Regions from separate parts of the Mus musculus genome. Here region 2 is linked to region 1. The links are chromatin contacts, called in public ChIA-PET maps. All regions are on one chromosome and are shown on one strand. The core of a region is the stretch at or near the end of the contact, and the rest is flanking DNA. Distances in the headings are between cores, read along the strand shown.

What was found. ChIA-PET counts read pairs in DNA pulled down with a chosen protein or histone mark.
Region 2: a contact with region 1 is called in an RNA polymerase II ChIA-PET map of memory CD8 T cells, with 17 read pairs. The contact joins the enhancer-like site here to the promoter of Ppa2 in region 1. A contact is called at or near these places in 3 of 484 Hi-C or Micro-C datasets (Th1 cells, Th2 cells and embryonic stem cells), 1 of 115 datasets of contacts at active chromatin or transcription factors (memory CD8 T cells) and 1 of 9 other capture datasets (pancreatic islet).

What each region holds. Positions count from the first base shown.
Region 1 is chr3:133,307,677-133,311,950 of GRCm38.p6, forward strand. It overlaps Ppa2 (pyrophosphatase (inorganic) 2), which reads left to right and starts at 2,434. Exons shown (of 12, transcript NM_146141.2): 1 at 2,434-2,605. The coding sequence starts at 2,464.
Region 2 is chr3:133,392,311-133,396,584 of GRCm38.p6, forward strand. No RefSeq gene overlaps it. Among named protein-coding and RNA genes, the nearest start is that of Ppa2, 84 kb to the left of the region's middle. Within about 2 kb of position 2,406, at least 32 of the 459 cell types and tissues checked have an H3K27ac peak or open chromatin away from gene starts, as enhancers often do. A contact at or near this core is called in Th1 cells and memory CD8 T cells, where this site is marked.

The sequences.
Region 1 (4,274 bases), core at 1,184-3,683:
CAATGGCACAAAATCCAACAGAGAGCAGTAAGGGCATAGTTAAGAATGATGAGACCATAGCAAGACCTAAACTGAGGAGGTGAACACCAAACTCTGCAGCTCTGTATCTGGCATCTGCAGCTTATACTGGAATCATCTGGGCCTCGTCTGGGGTGGTGGGTACCCCTGCCCACTCAGGTCTCCAACCTAGAGTTGACCATTTACATGGACTGCTTTCACTCCTGTTTAGTTGGAAAATCAACAGCATCTGCTTCACACATACTTCAGGAAAAGGAAAGCCATTTAATTAAAAATCTGAAAAGCTCAAAGGTTGTCTCTCATGTTAGCAACCTGGTATTTTGTTTATTGTGAAGTGACCATAAGCTAAATTTCTATAGACTAAAAGCTATTCAATATATTGCAAGTCCTGCAAGTTCCATGCTATAGTTGTCTCCTGGGCTCCACATTGGACTGGCTCCTGGACACCTCACTATTCTCAGATACAAAATCAGAATGATGGCTAAGCTCGGCTACATACCAGTCACCCCAACCCTCCAAGCTCAGCCAGTTTTCTCTTTTATTTGTAAATTCTGGATCTGTGCTCAAGAGCTTTTTGAACATTTGTCTTTACCCCTGTTTTGTAAAGTCCTAGAATTAAAAATTAAGACACACACTTACTGTCTTAATTTCATCATTACTGTGAAGAGACATTATGACCAAGGCGACTCTTATAAAGGAAAGCATTTAATTGAGAGTAGCTTGCAGTTTTAGAGGTTCAGTCCATTATTACTATGGAAGGAAATATGGCAGCATGCAGGCAGCCATACTAGACAAGCTGAGAGTTCTACATCTTGATTGGAAGGCAGTCAGGAGGAGACTGTGTTCCACACTGGGCGGAGCTTGGATACAGGAGACCTCAAAGCCAGGCCCCCACAGTGATACACTTCCTCCAACAAGACCACACCTCCTAATAGTGCCACTCCCTATGTAATTCAAACACATAAGTCTATGGGGGCCTTACCTATTCAAACCCCCACACTTGCTACATGATAGTGACAGATGTCCACAGAGGAAATTCAGCGAGTTAGGTTCCAAATGTCTACATTTGAAATGGACAACTATTGTTGAATAAATATCTTCAGAAATTTGTATTTTAAAATTAACCAGTAAGCCAACTTTGTTCTCATAACATGTATTGTATATTCGGTTTTGATCCACAGGTATTTCAGTAAATTATAGAAAATGAAAGATGAGATTTTATATGTTCAAAATCAAGCCATTTCTTTTTAATGCCATAAAGTAATATGTTCCTAAATCACATACCCGGAATTTGATGCTAATTTTAAGAATCTAGACTATTAGACAGCCCAGAACCTTGTTTCAGTAGGAATTTCTTTCTCAAATATCCAATATTTGAAGTTTAGGTGAAATTTTAAGCTTTCTTTTTTTAACATAGGCAGAATCATATAAATCAATGAAATAAACGCAGGAAGGAAATGTTTCCATTTTTTATAGGACAACTTAGCTTGCAACTCCGCCTAATCATGTTGACGTGTTACAAAGCCACTAATGTCAAAATTTTTTAGAGACTAGGCTAAGCAATGTCTAAGTGGCTAGTGGCACCTCTAAGAGATCCTTTCTGAAACCTGGGTAAAACCAGTTTGGGTTTTAACTGTCACAATTTAGATGCAGAAAGAACCCAGTAGGTGAGGATGTGAGCCTTGCTCACAGTTGGAGCAGAAACTGGTAGAGGTCCGGAAGACCATTCCAGTGAGGTCTTCCCAATCAACTGGTCTACAGAAAAGGGCAATGGTTGGTTCCTTCCTTAGAACCACAGCTCCCGTTGTTACTGGACCAGACTGCAAAGACTGCTGTTGTAACTAGTTGTGGCCACCGGACCAGACAGAAATACTTGTGAAGTATGCAATTGCAGAGAAGTTAAAAGTTACCTGTACTTGGGTTAAATATTAAAGGGCCTTATGGAGGAAGTGGCGTTTGAGGGAATTACAGATTTAGGATAAATCTGTGTCAGATGTCTTCACAAGGACGCTCGATCATTATACATTATAGTCGTGTGTGTGTGTGTGTGTGTGTGTGTATGTGTGTGCGCGCGCGCGCGCGTGTGTGTACACTCCCTCCTTCCGGCTTGGATGTTCCTTTAGAAATTTCTGGAGGTATGCATGCAACCAAGTGCTACATTAATGTAATCAAAGTCTGACCGCAGACACTGACAGTGTGTGAGTGGGTGCGTGGTGGTGAATTCCTGGGGCTTCTAAGGTCCTTGTCTTGATGGTCTTCGGCCTCTGAGGGCTTGTGGAGCAAAGTGGAGAGGTAGGTGGCCCCAGGAATGCAGAAGAGGGTGGGACTTGATGCCACTTGAGGCCGACCGCGGGGAGGCAGTGCGGGCTCCGGGCGGCAGGGGGCGCCGTCGAGCGGCCGCGCCGGGCCCAGCACCGACCCTGCGGTTCTCGCAGACCGTCCGCCATGCGCGCGCTGCTGCCGCTGCTGAGCGTCGGCCGAGGGTGGCGCGTGGGGGCCGCCGCCCGCCCTCCGCGCCGCGTCATGTCCCTGTACCGCACGGAGGAGCTGGGCCATCCCCGCTCGCAGGACTACCGCCTGTTCTTCAGTAAGTCGTTCGCCCAGCTCCGCGCCGGCCGGCGGAGGGGCCGCGGCGCCGTGCCCTGCCCTGCCTTGCTCTGCCCGGCCGGGTCCGCAGCCCGCGCCCAAGCCCGCTGCGGAGGGGACCGGTCTCGGTGCGCAGGGTGGCGCGGGGCCAACCGCCCTCTGCAGCGACCGCAGCCGGCCCGCGGCGCTGAGCTCCTCCCGCTGACCTCCGCGCCGTGGCCCGCCGCTCGCCCGCGCCGCCTCCTGGGCGCTGCTAAGCCCATCCGCCTCCGTACGGCCGCAGAACTTTGGGGACCGGGGTCTTCACTCCGAAAGCGAGTTTGCCTGCGACCGCGACCTTGCTGTCAGCGCAGGCGTACAGGCAGGGAGGAAGTGGGAGGAGAATGTGAGCCAGGCGCTGGGATAGGCTTGTGTGCACAACGCCATCACGAAACCTTTTGTTTGGTAAGGTTAACTTAAAAACAGCAACAGTCAACTGAGTTTTTAACCTAAAAGTTTGCACCCTGAATGCCATCCACAAGCAGGAGATTGGCCGGCGTTCTGGCGAGAATGTGGTGCCTTTTCTTGCCCTGTACGTTGAGCAAAACCTAGAAAGAGGGCCGTCTGGGCTGCCCTGGGCTGACGCCAAAGACAGAAAAGCTCCTGGCCACTTTCCTTTTTCTTTTCACTCTGTAGGTCTCGTTAACAATCGCGTGAAAATAGCCACGTAGATGGGTTGCTTTCAGGCCTCCTTTACTTAATACCAGGTAGCGGAGCGGTTGCAATGTCAAGGCTTGTGCACACCTCTTAGGAGGTTCCGCCCTGAAGAGGTGAAGCTAAATCTTGTTCCGAGACCCCCATGCTGGATGAGTGTCTTAACTTGCTAAGTATTAGAATTTTTTTCCCCTATAAGATAGGGCTGCAGAAGCGGCTATGTATGTTCAAAGAAGTCACCGGACTTATAGTATAACTTGAAATCATTAATAACTGTACTTTGATTTTTACAGTTACTTTTCTGGAGCTGAAGGTTGAAGATTATTTTGTGATAAAGGAGCAAACCTAGCTTAAACTCTTTTTTTTTTTTTTTTTTTGTATTATTTTGAGACAGGGCCTCACTGGGCAGCCCTGGGCAGCTTGGAACTCACAGTAGTACACCTCCCTCTGTCTCCTGGATTGAACACATGGGGCACTTCGAATGGCAAACTCTTGTCATTGTAATAAATCTTATAATAAATAGTTTCTTCACAATTAGTTTCTGTTTGCTCCTCTACAAGAGACCCTGTCTTGTTTCTTGTTGAGGCGAGATGGATTTAGGTCTTTTAAAAGAGGGTGTGTACACAACCGGATCCTGGGTAGACAACAGTCTCCAAACAAGAGCAACCATAAAAATAAAACAACAGAAGGAAGGGAAGCCCTTAATATGTGTGCTCATTTCTGAATGGGTTATATTCCCAAAGTTACAATGTAACAGCCACTGGGAGTGTTTTCCAGAAGAGATGCTGTTATATAATGGCAGAAAGCCCAAGCAGAAAAGCCTGTGGGTATAATACGGTGGACGTGTCTTGGGTTTTCAATAAGTGCAGTAATATGTCATGAATGTCTCCTATCAGAAACACAGTAGTCTTTCTACGGTGACAGAATTAATGGAATAACAGTAAATTGAGACGCTGCATGGGGTTTATGGAGCCCCA
Region 2 (4,274 bases), core at 1,156-3,655, 85 kb after region 1:
TGTGGTAGCTATCTAGAGGTGGTAATGTCTAGAGAAGAGTTAGTCCAATAAGCCTCGGTTCTAAAATTGTTATATAAAAAAAATAATGCCAGACAGTTTTCTTTTTGGTATTTCAAGTTATGAGTGTATCAAGATTTTAAATTTCTTCACTTGCTAGAAGAGTTCAAAATCAAAAGTTATAAAGGCAAAAATCGAACTTCTATCTGGAAGATTTTTTAATGAATTCAAGTTCTAGGGGGCAGTACCAAACACACACACCCCTATTCTCACTTACAGGTTTTCACACTTTACTCTGTGAAGCTAATTTCTACTTTAGTCTCAAATCAATATTTTCTTTATTGGTGAGAGCACTAGTGTTGTTGTCATTGCAAAAACAAGGCAATGTCCCTTGCTTTGGGCATCATGAGAAGAAAGGTAGTTGTCTTAGTTAGTGTTTTATTGTTCTCAAGAGACACCATGACCAAGGCAACTCTTACAAAGGACAAATTTTAATTGGGGATGGGTTACAGGCTCAGAGGTTCAGTCCATTATCATTAAGACAGAAGCATGGCAGCATCCAGGCAGATGTGGTACAGAAGGAGCTGAGAGTTCTACATCTTGTCTAAAGGCTACTAGGAAGAGATTGGTCAAGCTCGCCCACATAGTAACAGACTTCCTCCAACAAAGCCATACCTACCCAAACAAGGACACACCTCCTAATAATATCACACCCTGTGGACCAAGAATTAGAACATGTGCCTTCCAGCAAGTTGACTGACAACCTCTGCTATTTAACTGAAAAAAAAAAAAAACTGGGGTGAGCAAGCCTAGTCTTCAGCTGATTTAGCAGATCATCAAGGATCTGTATTTGTCATTCCTGGATCCAGTCAACCCTGCTATTGACTTCATGAAAGTGCCCGAGTTGGACTTGATGAGACCAATTCCTGTCTGAAGTCATGGTGAACACATTAGACTCTTGTCTGCAAGGATAGCACAATATCATTAGTAGTGTCAGGGTCTCAAGCTGGGCCAGCCATTGGATGGCTCTTCCCTCAATTTCTGCTCTATTTTTACCCCTGCACATCTTGTAGACAGGACAAATTGTGGGTTGATGGTTTTGTGGTTGGCTTGGGGTCTCAATGCCTCTATTGGAAGCCTTGCCTGGTTACAGGAGATGGCTGTTTCAGGCTTCACAACCCCCATTCTAAGAGTCTTAGGTAGGGTCACTCTCATAGGTTCCTGGGAGTTTCCATTGTCTTAGCTCATCCCAGAGATTCTCCCTGATTCCAGCTGTCTCTCCCAGTACTTTCTTTCTGTCTTCTCTACCTCACCCCACTCCCTGCCTGATTTATTCTGTTCCCCTTTCCCATCCCTCCACCACCCCATCCTCTCCATCCATCCACCTGGTGTCTAATCTATTTTCCCTTCTCTGTGAGACTCAAGCATTCTCCCTTGTCCCTTGTTTTTGGTTTTTCAAGACAGGGTTTCTCTGTATAGCTCTGGCTGTCCTGGAACTCACTCTGTAGACCAGGCTGGCCTTGAACTCAGAAATCTGCCTGCCTCTGCCTCCCAAGTGCTGGGATCAAAGCCATGCGCCACCACTGCCTGGCTCCTTGTTCCCTTCTTGTTACTTAGCTTCTTTGGTTTCATGGGTTGTGCTGGCAAGGATGTAGAGCAAGGGGAACACTCCTCCATTGCTGGTGGGTGCAAACTAGTACAACCACTTTAGATATCAAATTGGTGGTTTCTCGGAAAATTGGGAATAGATCTACCTTAAGACCAGTTATACCACTCCTGGGCATTTACCCAAAAGATGCTCTGCCATACCACAAGGACACTTGATTAGCTATGTTTATAGAAATTTTATTTGTAATAGCAAAAAAAATGGAGACAACTTAGATTTCCCTCAACAGAAGAATTGATAAAGGAAATGTGGCACATTTACACAGTGTAATATTATTCAGCTGTTAAAAGCAATGGCTTCATGAAATTTGCAGGCAAATGGATAGAACCAGAAAATATCATCCCGAGTGAGGTAACCCTGACCCTGAAAGACAAACATGGTATGTACTCACATATAAGTAGATATTAGTTATAAAGTACAGGAAAACCATGTACAATCCACAGACTCAAAGAGGCTAAGTTGAATGTATTTCTAACATTGCTATTTTTCTTAAAGAAAACTCATTTGTTTGCATATATTTTTAATGATTTGAGGGGATTAACTACTGCATTTTGATTAAGAAATGTTTCCCTTAGAGTCATGTGTTTAAACACTTAACCCCCAAGTGGAGGTGTTATTTGGGAAAGTGATGGTACCTGTAGAAGGTTAGCCTTGCTGGAGGAAGTGTGTTCCTGGGAGTGGATTTTAAGGTTTTATAACCTGGTTCCACTTCCTGTTTGTTCTGTTTCTGAGTACAGAGGAGATGTGGTCAGTTAACTTCCTGTTCCTGGCACTATGTCTTCCCTTCCATGATGCACGTTATCCTTCTAGACCTATAACTCAAAATAAACCTGAAGGGCCCAGCTTAACATTACAAACTCTATTTTGCTTTCAGGCTCCATTTTATGATTAACTTGCCCTGTGAATGAATTCAGCTACTTGAAAAACTCCAACTTGTTCTTGGAGCCACGTTACCCTGGTAACTAACAATCACAATTTCACAGGGCAAATAGCCACTCCACTCCTAGCCATAGCCAATCAGCAACTGATGGGAACAGATGCAGAGACCCACAGCCAAACATTAAGGGGAGCTTGGGGAATCCTGTGGAAGAGGAGTTGGAAGGATGGAAGGAGCCAGAGGAGTCAAGGGTATCACCAGAAAAACTACAGAACCAACTAACCTGGGCTCATAGGGACTCATGGAGCCAAATCCCACAATCAGAGAGCATGCATAGGATGATCCTAGGCCCTCTGCATGCATAGCAGGTATGTAGCTGGGTCTTCGTATGAAACTCCTAACAGCTGAAGCAGGGGCTACCTTTGACTCTGTTGCCTGCGTTTGGATCTCTTTTCTCTAATTGGGCTGCCTTGTTTAGCCTCAATAGGAGAAGATGTGCCTAGTGTTACTGCAACTTGATATGTCAAAGCTAGTTGATATCCCTCCCCTTTTCTGAGGAGAAAGAGAAGAGGGGTGGGTAGAGGGAAGGGAGAGGGAGGGACTGGGAGGAGAGGAGAGAAGAGAAGGGAAGCTGCAATCCAGACATAAAGTAAACAAATAACTTAATAATACGAATAAAAAGAAATACAAATGGCTTGGTATGTAATTCATGTTATATAGAGTGCCTGTCCAGCAGATGAAAAGTCACATGCTTAATTCCCAGCACTCCAGACATTCGGCCATAATAGGGCATGCCTGTAATTCTAATACTTGGGAGATAGAGGCAGAAAAATTAAAAATTCAAGGTCATTGTCTTAGGTTTTTTTTTAATTGTGTATTTTTTTTATTTACATTTCAAATGTTATCTCCTTTCCCAGTTCCCCCTCCTCAAACCCTCTATCCCATCCCCACTCACCCTGCTTCTAAAAGGATGCTCACCCACCCACCAACTCCCACCTCACCACCCTGGCATCCTCCTATACTGGGGCATTGAGCCTCCACAGGACCAAGAGCCTCTTCTCCCATTGATGTCAGATAAGGCCATCCTCTGCTACATAAGCAGCTGCAGCCATGGGGCCCTCCATGTGTACTCTTTGGTTGGTCGTTTAGTCCCTGGGAGCTCTAGAGGGTCTGGTTGGTTGAAATTGTTGTTCCTCCTATGGGGTTGCAAAGCCCTTCAGGGTTTTATTGATGTGATGAAACACCATGGCCACAAAATAAGCTGGGGAAGAGAGGGTTCATTTGGCTTAGACTTCCAGATCAGAGTCCATCATTAGTGGAAATCAGGACAGGAACTCAAGCAGGGTTGGAACCTGGAGGCAGGAGCTGATGCAGAGGCAATGGAGAGTGCTACTTACTGGCTTGCTTCCCCTGACTTGCTCAGCTTGCTTTCTTACAGAACCTTGGACCACCAGCCCAGGGATGGCTCCACCCACAAGGGGCCCTTCCTTACTAATCACTAATTGAGAAAGTGCCAGATGGAGTCATTTCTTCAACTGAGGCTCCTTTCTCTGGGATAACTCTAGCTTGTGTCAAGTTGACACACAAAACCGGCTGGTACAACCGACCACTGGTCAACCTGACACACAAACACATCACCATTAAGCCACAACCTTACTTTCCCAAGATCTAAATAACTTTAAAAGTCCCACAGTCTTTACAAATTCAAACACATTAAAATTTCAGTCCCTTGAA